3 separate regions of the Mus musculus genome follow, and regions 2 and 3 are each linked to region 1. Evidence: chromatin contacts called from public HiChIP or PLAC-seq and promoter capture Hi-C data. All regions are on one chromosome and are shown on one strand. Each heading gives the region's core, a stretch centred on a gene start, on an enhancer-like site or on the middle of the called end of the contact. The rest is flanking DNA. Distances are from core to core; before and after follow the strand shown.

Region 1 (3,200 bases), core at 195-2,694:
CTCTCAACTTTTTATTCTTTTCTCTGGCAGGGAGGGTCTTAGTGAATCTGGTTAGTTTCAGGGACTTCCTGAACCTATTTTGAGTTATTTACCTTCCTACTTAAGGTATCTACTTTCTCTTTTCTTTTATTTTTTCTCCTTTTCTTGTTTTGTTTTTTGTTTTAGAGACATGGTTATTTTGTGTAGTTTTGGCTGTCATGGAACTAGCTTAAACTAACGGAATCTGCCTATCTCTGCTTCCTGAGTGCTAAGATTAAGGTGTATGTATAGTATTTTGTGTGTGTGTGTGCGCGCGCTCAATGATAGAATTCCTGTCTGCCACAGGACCTGGGTTTGAGCCTCCACATCCCCTCCCTTCTTTCTCTCTAACCTCACTCCAGGGCATTCCTTAAGCAAAAAGTGTTGTTAGTTTACCAGATGTGGAGGGCAGTAAGAAAAATGTTTAAGCCTACTGCCTGATTGTTTGAGCTTAGAATGACAGAGATGCAAAGAGCCCACACTGATTTCAACTGTGAACGTTCTGGACAGGAGACCAGAAGGAAACAATTTACTGAGGGACTGGGTAAGGAGAGAAGGTAGATGAAAAGTCTGGATGCCCTGATTGTGAGACTGCAGAAGGAACGAAGGGATTTGTGTTCGGAGGCTATGGTAGAAATCAAGAGAAGAAATGGTGATGGGGCCAGTGAGATGGCCCAGCATGTAAGGGTGCTTGGTACAAGCATGGTGAGGACTGAATTTGATCCCTGAAACCAACGTGGCTGGTGTAGAGAACCCTCTCCAGCCAACAGTGCTCTGATCTCCTGCACATGTGCATATGCATGCACACATATAAATAAATGGGAAAAAAATCTTAAAATGAAAAGGAAGTATAGACCAGAGAGCTTGTTCGGTTCCTACGTTTGTGGGGCTTACAACTACCTGTAACTTCAGCTTCATGGGCTCCGGGGCTATTGTCCTCAGCAGGCAGCTGCCGTCACGTGCATAAGCACATATACACTTATGTACATAATTAAAATAATATTTTTGAAAGATAAAATGATGGACAGTAGGGCACTATTGGAGGAAGAGAGAAACAACTGTTAAGAGATCCTTGGTGACTAGAAGAAAACGCAGTGGCCAAGAACAGCCTCACTCCTGCTATCTGACAGCTCCTGGGTGAATGGCCCTTTTCGTGAAGGAAAGAAGGAGGAGCACATTTTGAGGGGCAATGTGGTGGCTGCTTAGAGACCGCCCAAAAGACGTCGGGTTGGGCACCGGGTGAGTCAGCACTAACTAGGTAAGATGGAGTCAATCCTGTCCTGAACCTGCTCCTGCGAGTTAGCCCCTCGCTAGAAGGAACCCTGGAAGCTAACGTGGAGACTGGGGCCTCAGCTTGGGCAGGAGCAGCCCAGAGAACCCGGAACCTTCAGCCGCCTCCGCCCACGTTCGCGGCGGGACAAGACGAGAGAACCCCTCCTCTGCTGCTAAGGGGCGGCCCGGAAGTGACGCTTTGTTGACAGCACACCCGCAGCCACAGGCTCTCCAAGCCTTCGGAACAGGATCGGGGGGAGGGGCTGGGCCCGGAGCCAAGCAGCCGGCGGCCCGAGGGCAAGGGAACGGCCTCCGTCCGGGGCTCCGGTCGCAGCATTCCCGCCCTGCCCCGCCCCGCCCCGCCGACCCGGACCCGGACCGGATCCGACCTCCTGCGGCGCTTTGGCCGCCGATTCCCCCGGGCCGCAGCCTCCGCTTGTAAGCCTGCGAAGCATCCTGTCTCCCCGTTGAGGGCCGCCCCCTCCTAGGGTACGTCCTAAATGCCGAGCCAAGAGACGTACCTGCATCCTTTTCTTCACCCTGTCTCAGGGTCTAAGCATTGTCGCTGCGACTCCTTGCAGAGGTCCACCACAGGCTAGTGGTGGGATGGCGCTCGTCGCCTGCCACCCAGGTCTGAGGATTTTGCCTTGAAAATTGAGCTCTCTCTAGAATGAGAACGACGCTCGCCCTTGCAAAATGGGGGCTCAACGTAGGGCTTAGGAGGCCAGCCTCTGCCCCTCCTACCTGTTGGATGAGTTTAGGTCTTCTCCCAACCCCCGAAGCCGTGCTACTTAAAAGCTTAGGGATGGCTTGGCTCCTGGATCAGCTCCCAAAATGCGATGCCAAGGTACAAGATAGTGCAACAGGGTCGGAAAAGAGCGGGTGGGCTTGCTGAAGATCAATGGCTCCCATAGGTGAGGTGAAACTAAAACTGACCGCTCTGGCTAGCTCTGGGTAGATTTAGCTGCTCTTTAACCAGTCAAAGCTTCCCCGGGTTTGCTTGTGCCTTGTGTGTATGACAGAGACGGGAGGGGGAGCAGAGGGTTGGGGGTAGTGGTGCCTAATGCCTGGGAAAAGCTAACTCAATGATGTTTCTGACAGAATGGTTCTCTACAGGCTTCAAGTTAGAGTGACCGGTGGAGATAGCATTGAAAGGGGGGTCACAGAAGCTATGCTTTGACCAAGAGGTTCTTGTTAGGTATGAAGGGTCGATGTGCTTTGCCTTATTCAGTAAATAAACGTACAACATGTTTGATAGTAATAGGTGTCACGAAGCAGAGACTGGGACCTCTGTATAGAATGGTCAGGGAAGGTCTCTAATGAGGTTTCTGTCTGAGCAGAGATGAGTGAGGTAGAAAGTCATTACAGCTTTCTGGGGGCTCAGCATTCAGCAGCAGGCGCAAAGATCCTGTGGTGGCAAGAGAACCCGCTTGGGTCTGAATGAAGGAGGCAGAGTGGGTGGCAAGGAAATCAAGTGAGAAGAAATAACCGCAGGGAACATATTAGGGACTGGCTTGTGATGCAGGGTTGATTTGTAATTTTTGAAATGTTGGAGAAGAATCAATTGTCTGAGGTGACAAATGACCAATGTACTTCAGCCCTGTGTTTTAAGTGCCCTCTTGCTGTCTGTACTGAACATCCATGGCAGAAATTAAAAGAGATTTCTGCGGGAAAGTCATGTCACATTACTGTTTCCTCGTAGTTAGAATGTGAGCAGGTGACCTTCTGCCTCGGTCTTTCCATCTGTAGAATAGGACTGCTAAGCTACAGGGTGCATGTGTGGCAGTGTGGTACATGACAGGAGGGATCCACCCACGACACAGTCCTGCAGCCCTTCTTTCTAGCATCAGCTGGAGGCATCACCAGCTCTGTCTGACTCCCCTGGCTCATAGGATTTGTAGGAATACTGG
Region 2 (3,200 bases), core at 511-3,010, 2.0 Mb before region 1:
GTGTGACTGGCAGGTTTTCTGATGTCACAAACTATCCTTTATCTAGAAGCTAATGGCTTGGTAGGGGTGGAGCTAAGGGCCTGAGGCTACTTAGATTCTGGCTCTCTACTCCTTTTGACCCCCAGATGGTCTCAGCAGGGATACCTGCTAGATTGGGGTGGTGGGCAGGCCTTTTCAGTCTTCCTCTCTGGGTATTTTTTTCCTCTGTGAGACATACATAAGAACTTTCTGACTCAATGTCTGATGAATGTAAATTTCTTACATACTTGGGACCAACTAGCTGACAACCCTCTCACCATGCTGAAGATACAAACATGATCAATACAGGGTTGGGGTTTGGGGGTTGGGAGACACCAACTTTTCCCACCCTCCAAACCTTCCCAAGTCTTGGAGCTTCCCAAAACTTCCATGCTTTCCACCCAACCACCAACTCCGGCAGCTAGGATCCCCAGGGCAGTGCCCCAAGTCTCCTGAACTGGAAAGCTGCTGGCATCCAGAAGTCAAAGGGCAATAGGAACACCCCCAACCCCAGGACCCGAGAAAGACAGAACTACACTACCCAGAATTCCTAGGGTTAGAAAAAAAGGAAATGTCGTTTATGCAAGAAGAGGCTCAACTCCCCCAGCAGCTGCAGAGAGGTGGGAAAGAAGAGAGAGAGAGAGAGAGAGAGAGAGAGAGGGGGGGGAGAGTGTGCTGAGTGCCAGAGCTAGGGAGGAGAGCCGGGCGGGCTGGAGGAGGAGGCGGTGCCTACCCGCCTGCACGCTACCGCCTGCGGACCTGCATCCCACGGGGCGCACGGGCGAGCGCAGGTCCTGCGTGCGCCGGTGCGCGTTGTCGCGCGGCTGCGGACGAACACAGGGGCCAGACAGGCGCAGGGACCGAGTTTCTGCAAAGTTTGACCTGGTTGCCTTTCCGATGCTGCAGCAGAGCGAGGCGGCGCGGGGCGCGCCAGGCGGCTGCGGCGCGGCGGCGGGGCAGAGCGGTGACAGCACGCTCATAATGATCATAAAATAAGGAGGCGCTCGGGGTGGGGGCGAGAGAGCCCCGAGCCTCAGCCCTCCGCCCCCGGCCATCCCCACAGCAGCCCGGAGCCAGGAGGGGCTTGGGGATCCGAGGCGCCCACGCCATCCCCGGACCCTAGTAGATAAGAGCCAGGGGACACTGCCCAGGGGAGGGGGCGCCCCGAAAACGTGCGGGCAGAGAGGTTAGGGAAGACCGGAGGGCGGTGACCCAGGCACCTGGAGCGGCCCTAGGGGCAGGTGAGTTCGTGACGCCCCCTGGGTGGGAACCTGACTGCCAAAGTTCCTCGGCGGAGGCGCGCGCTCGGGACGCGCTGGGCTCAGCTAAGGCTCAAGCTTGGTTAGGGGAAACCGAGGCACGCGGTGGGGCGGGGGGGGGGGGCAACACGCCTTCTTGGTGTCCAGCCACCTCTGCCGGCAAAGGGCAGAATGCCTTAAAAGACCGGCCTGGGCTTGGCACTGAGGCCCCGGGGATCGAGACACTGGAGCGAGAAGGGGCGTTTCACGCTGGTGGCGTGGTACTGATGCGCAGTACCCGAGCCGGGAGGTCCTAGTGACCCACTGCGGTGGCAGTCTGAACGACCCCTCACCCCTCCCTCGAGCTAAACCGGTGTCAGCGGAGATGTCACGGGAGGCGATTATTCGCTGGTGCGCGCAGTCGTGCGGCCGCCACTGACGGGGCGGGCGGAGGGGGGCGCCACCTCCGGGGAGACCGCCCAGAGCTGCGCCGTCAGCTCCACAGCCCGTGCCCGGCGCACAGGCATCGCCGCGCCCTCGAGTCCCCCGCAGTAAAGTTCGGCTCAACTTTGCCGCCCTGTGCCTTCCACCTCTCTGCAGGTCCTCGGCGGCCGAGGCGAAGCAGGCGGCGGCGGATATCCGAGTGCAGTCCCGGAGCCCTGCGCGGCAGTCAGCGGCTACAGCGACAGTGGCAGAGGAACGCGCGAGTGGGCGCCGGAGGGGACCTGGCGAGCACCTAACCCGGAGCGCACCTCTCGGAAGGGCGGGTGGATACGGGCCTCACAGGACGTCGGACCTCTGCCGCTTGAATCGGAGCTCACGCTGCAATTGATTGGGCCCCGCCGGGCGGGCGCGTGTGTTCCAGGGAGCCGGTGCGGAAGGCAGAAGGGCAGGAAGTCGGCGTTCTGCAGCGAGGGTGGCGCGACCGCGCGGGGACCGAGCCTTCCTTATTTATGTGCCTGGCAGAGCCCGTCTGCTTCCTGCGAAGACTTCAGGGAGAGTGTCCGAGCTGCCATCCCCAAGTGTGAGGACGCAGCGCTGGATGTCAGAAAAACATGCTTCTCCATTAAACTCCAAACTTTTCTTTTTTTAAACCCAAAGAATATCGGTGGCTTTTGCCCACTGCTAGAAGAGGGAGCCCAGGGCTCTTGAGATGCAACAGAACCCATATTTATAACAGGACCCGGCAGTGCTATGCAAACCTCCTCTACTCCTTAAGTTCTCTAGCCTATGGATCTCGATTTTGAGTTTTGAGATTAGATTGAGCGCTCTGCACTGGGTCCTGCAACCTCCATCCTTTCAATGCCCTGTTATTTTTGGGACTGCTGGCCTTCCCTGGAGATTAGAGCGGTCCTGTGTGCCATGGGCTGTATTCAGAGCATCGGAGGCAAAGCCAGAGTCTTCCGGGAAGGGATTACCGTGATTGATGTGAAAGCCTCCATCGACCCCATCCCCACCAGCATCGACGAGTCCTCCAGCGTGGTATTGCGCTATCGGACACCCCACTTCCGGGCCTCAGCCCAAGTGGTCATGCCGCCCATTCCCAAGAAGGAGACCTGGATCGTTGGTTGGATTCAGGCGTGCAGCCATATGGAGTTTTACAACCAGTACGGGGAGCAGGGCATGTGAGTACTCCTGGGGACAGGCTGGGGGCCTTGAAGGCTCGGGGAGGCTGGAGCAGGGCTGCAGGGGTCTTTAGGCAGGGGTGGAACTGTCTCCAAGCCTTCTTGGGTCAGGCAACTCTGGGGAGCCTTTATGTTGATTAGGGTCCTAGCTCAGCTAGACCTGCCCTGCCATTATCCCTGGTGCCCAGGGTTGTTCTGTCCTCCCTGGCAAGATGCTGAGAGAACAAGAACCTGTGCCCCTTTGGTAAAGCAAGTGTCAGGGCCATCTGGGGTCACCAGAGAAGTCATCACTCTGCCCCCCAGGCTCAGGCCTCCATGA
Region 3 (3,200 bases), core at 341-2,840, 1.1 Mb after region 1:
ATAGATCCTTAAGGATAATCTCAGATGCCATTTCCAACTGGGTCTTTATATTTGTTTATTTGGTATGTGTGTGTGTTCATGTGTGCCACAGCATTCTCGTGCAATTCGGGGGACAACTTGGAATGGGTGGGATCTCTTTTCACCATATGGGTCCTGAGAAACAAACTGGGTTGTCAGGCTTAGAGGCAGGTGCCTTCACACCCCGAGCCATCTCCCCGGCCTTATTTTCAGATATTCTTACTCAGTGAACCAAACCTGATGATCTTTTTCAGTTTCCCTCCATTTGATTCCAGAGTCAGACACTATTGATCTAATCCATATTTTTTTTTTCTTTCGAGGTGGGAGGAAGTGTCCAACAGGGAAACTGGCTTGGGACCACCCACTGAATTAGCATTGACCTCAAGCCTAAGAATGCATATTTCTATTGCAGTACGACTGTGTTAGTACCATATCCCAGAGAGAGAGAGAGAGAGAGAGAGAGAGAGAGAGAGAAGAAGAAGAAGAAGAAGAAGAAGAAGAAGAAGAAGAAGGAAGAAGGAAGAAGGAGGAGGAGGAAGAAGAAGAAGAAGAAGAAGAAGAAGAAGAAGAAGAAGAAAGGAAGGAAGAAGAAGGAGGAGGAGAAGGAGGAGGAGAAAGAAGAGGAGGAGGAGGAGGAAGAGAAGAAGAAGAGAAGAAGAAAAGAAGGAGAAAAGAAGAAGAAGAAAGGAAGGAAGAAGAAGGAGGAGGAGAAGGAGGAGGAGAAAGAAGAGGAGGAGGAGGAGGAAGAGAAGAAGAAGAGAAGAAGAAAAGAAGGAGAAAAGAAGAAGAGAAGAAAAGAAGGAGAAAAGAAGAAGAAAAGAAGAAGAGAAGAAGAAGAAAAGAAGGAGAAAAGAAGAGAAGAAGAAAAAAGGAGAAAAGAAGAAGAAAAGAAGGAGAAAAGAAGAAGAAAAGAAGAAAAGAAGAAGAAAAGGAGAAAAGAAGAAGAAAAGAAGAAGAAGGAGAAGGAGGAGGAGGAGGAGGAGGAGGAGGAGAAGAAGAAGAAGAAGAAGAAGAAGAAGAAGAAGAAGAAGGAAGAAGAAGAAGAAGAAGAAGAAGAAGAAGAAGAAGAAGAAGAAGAAGAAGAAGAAGAAGAAGAAGGAAGAAGAAGAAGAAGAAGAAGAAAAGATTCCCTTGGGAGGGAACTGTAACTAGAGTAGGGTAGTTAGAGGGTGGAAGCCAAGGATAAGTGATCCTCTAAAACCTCTTCTCTTTTAACACAACCTAGATTTGATTCTTGGGTTTTTCTATGTTGATTTGAGACAGGTCTAAAAGGTCTCTGTGGTTGCTAAGAATTTCTAGAAAGAAAACCGGAAGCTCTTGAGCTGTTGGCGTCTTGTCACCAAGGAGACGGGACGTTCCATTTTTCCGAAAGGGGTAGTGTAGACACTCTTCCCTCTCTCAGTCTGCTGCGAGGTGCCCAAATCACTCCGAAGAACTGGCGGGGTTTAAGCTTTGGACAGAGGCTCCGCAGGTGGGCGCGCTCTGCTCCGGAGCCTGCCTTGCCGCGAGGTGCACCCCAGGGTCCCCGTGGTGCAGCCCGGAGCGCGCGCTCGCTCGGGGCTGGAGTCCTCAGACAGCGCAGAACTCTGTGGGCTTTGCAGCCAAGGTCTAATCCCGGAGGCCCCTGGGATGCCTGATCCGGCGAAACCCGGGAAAGACCTCACGGCATGGAAAAAGAAGAAGCAGCCCGTGCATCGCACGGTCAGCCAGATCTGCCCGCCGCCCCGACGGCCGCTGACGGTGGTCGACATCCGTACGGGCATGGAGAACGAAAGGCTGGGGGTCGTGCGTGACTCCATGTTTCAGAACCCGCTCATCGTCAAGGTGAGCGCCTGGGCACGATCATCCCCTCCGCGGGCACCGACGCCGCCGATGGGTTCCAGCTGCTGAACTCTCGGGACCCGGGGCCCAGGGTTTGGGCGCAGTGTAGGAAACTTGCTCTGGGTGAAACAGGCCTCCTGGACCCTCTGCAGTCGTAGCCAGTCCAGGAACCTCAGTGTCCTCAAGTGGCACACGTTAGCGGGGTCTTTCCCCACTACTGGGAAAGACTATGGATAGGGCAATCTCTACCGGGCTCGTACCCACAGGGTGACAGACAGGTCTCAGGCACCCATCCATGCCCTTGCCACCCAAGATCCATCTTCCCCAGCACCTCTGGTCTACTATGCAGCAGGTGCTCTGGGACTGACTGTCGGGAAAGTATCACAACACCATCTTAAGTGTGCTGGGGGTGTGAGATTCAAAGCCCTCTAGGAGGCGTGGCTGGCACTTGCGTGGGAGCAGCGTTTATAGACAGATCACTTTCCCTTTCGGTGCTGGTCCTCCGCACTTTTGTCTGTTTTCCTGTCTGGCTAAAAACTACACTTGGGCCGGGCGTGGTGGGGCACGCCTTTAATCCCAGCACTTGGGAGGCAGAGGCAGGCGGATTTTTGAGTTCGATACCAGCCTGGTCTACAAAGTGAGCTCCAGGACAGCCAGGGCTATAGAAAAACCCTGTCTCGAAAAACAAAAACAAAAACAAAACCCAAAAAAAACCTACACGTGGCCGTGGCTCTGCCTCTTTAGGCGCCGGGAGACCGAAAAAGTAAAGTTGAAGTTTAGTGGCGCAAATTTATCTTGTGCCGCTAGAGGGCAGTGTGCTTCTAAAAATTGACCTCGGTTTCCAGGTTCCATAGAGGTATGGGCATGCTGATGGGTTCTTTGACTATAGGCAGACCTATATTGTTAGACCTTTCTGGGCTAATTAATGCTCCCAGGAGGACAGAAGCTAGATACAGGGAACCCATGAAGCAGCATCCTTAGCACTGGCCCCTCTGAGATGTTTCCACAGTGGAACAAGTTTTGCTTACTTCTTGGATTCCTGATCTTAGCAGGTACCTGGGACAGAGAGTTGGAATTCACTGCCTTAGGCCAAGGAGGAAATCAAGGCCTATCAGTGCCTATCAATGGGTGTCCTGATAAAATTCCAACAGTGCTTTTATCTATCTATCTATCTATCTATCTATCTCCCAAATGCTGCCCTCTCCCGACCCCTGTCCTCCCTCGAAGAGTTCCTCTCTCTTCCCCTCCCCTCTGAGAGGGCAGTCCCCCCTCCGTATCTCCCTGCCCTGGTGCATCAAGTCCAACATTGCTTTAATCAGGTGTCACTAGTGTGCAGCTCCTTATATGAGAGGAAGGGCATT

The links. Promoter capture Hi-C pulls out the DNA fragments that hold promoters and counts their contacts. HiChIP or PLAC-seq counts read pairs in DNA pulled down with a chosen protein or histone mark.
Region 2: a contact with region 1 is called in an H3K27ac HiChIP or PLAC-seq map of regulatory T cell precursor, with 12 times the contacts expected there. The contact joins the promoter of Fam78a here to the promoter of Zer1 in region 1. A contact is called at or near these places in 1 of 39 promoter capture datasets (pre-B cells), 1 of 484 Hi-C or Micro-C datasets (CD4 T cells) and 1 of 115 datasets of contacts at active chromatin or transcription factors (regulatory T cell precursor).
Region 3: a promoter capture Hi-C map of pre-B cells shows a contact between it and region 1, with 2.4 times the contacts expected there. The contact joins the promoter of Cfap77 here to the promoter of Zer1 in region 1. A contact is called at or near these places in 2 of 39 promoter capture datasets (cranial neural crest and pre-B cells).

The regions. Positions count from the first base shown.
Region 1 is chr2:30,122,855-30,126,054 of GRCm38.p6, reverse strand. It overlaps Zer1 (zyg-11 related, cell cycle regulator), which reads left to right and starts at 1,444. Exons shown (of 16, transcript NM_001290503.1): 1 at 1,444-1,779.
Region 2 is chr2:32,082,265-32,085,464 of GRCm38.p6, reverse strand. Fam78a (family with sequence similarity 78, member A) reads left to right here and starts at 1,760. Exons shown (of 2, transcript NM_175511.4): 1 at 1,760-2,881. The coding sequence starts at 2,559. It overlaps Gm33126 (a long non-coding RNA gene), which reads right to left and starts at 196. Exons shown (of 3, transcript XR_374254.3): 1 at 1-196.
Region 3 is chr2:29,053,456-29,056,655 of GRCm38.p6, reverse strand. It overlaps Cfap77 (cilia and flagella associated protein 77), which reads left to right and starts at 1,590. Exons shown (of 6, transcript NM_001166705.1): 1 at 1,590-1,842. The coding sequence starts at 1,648.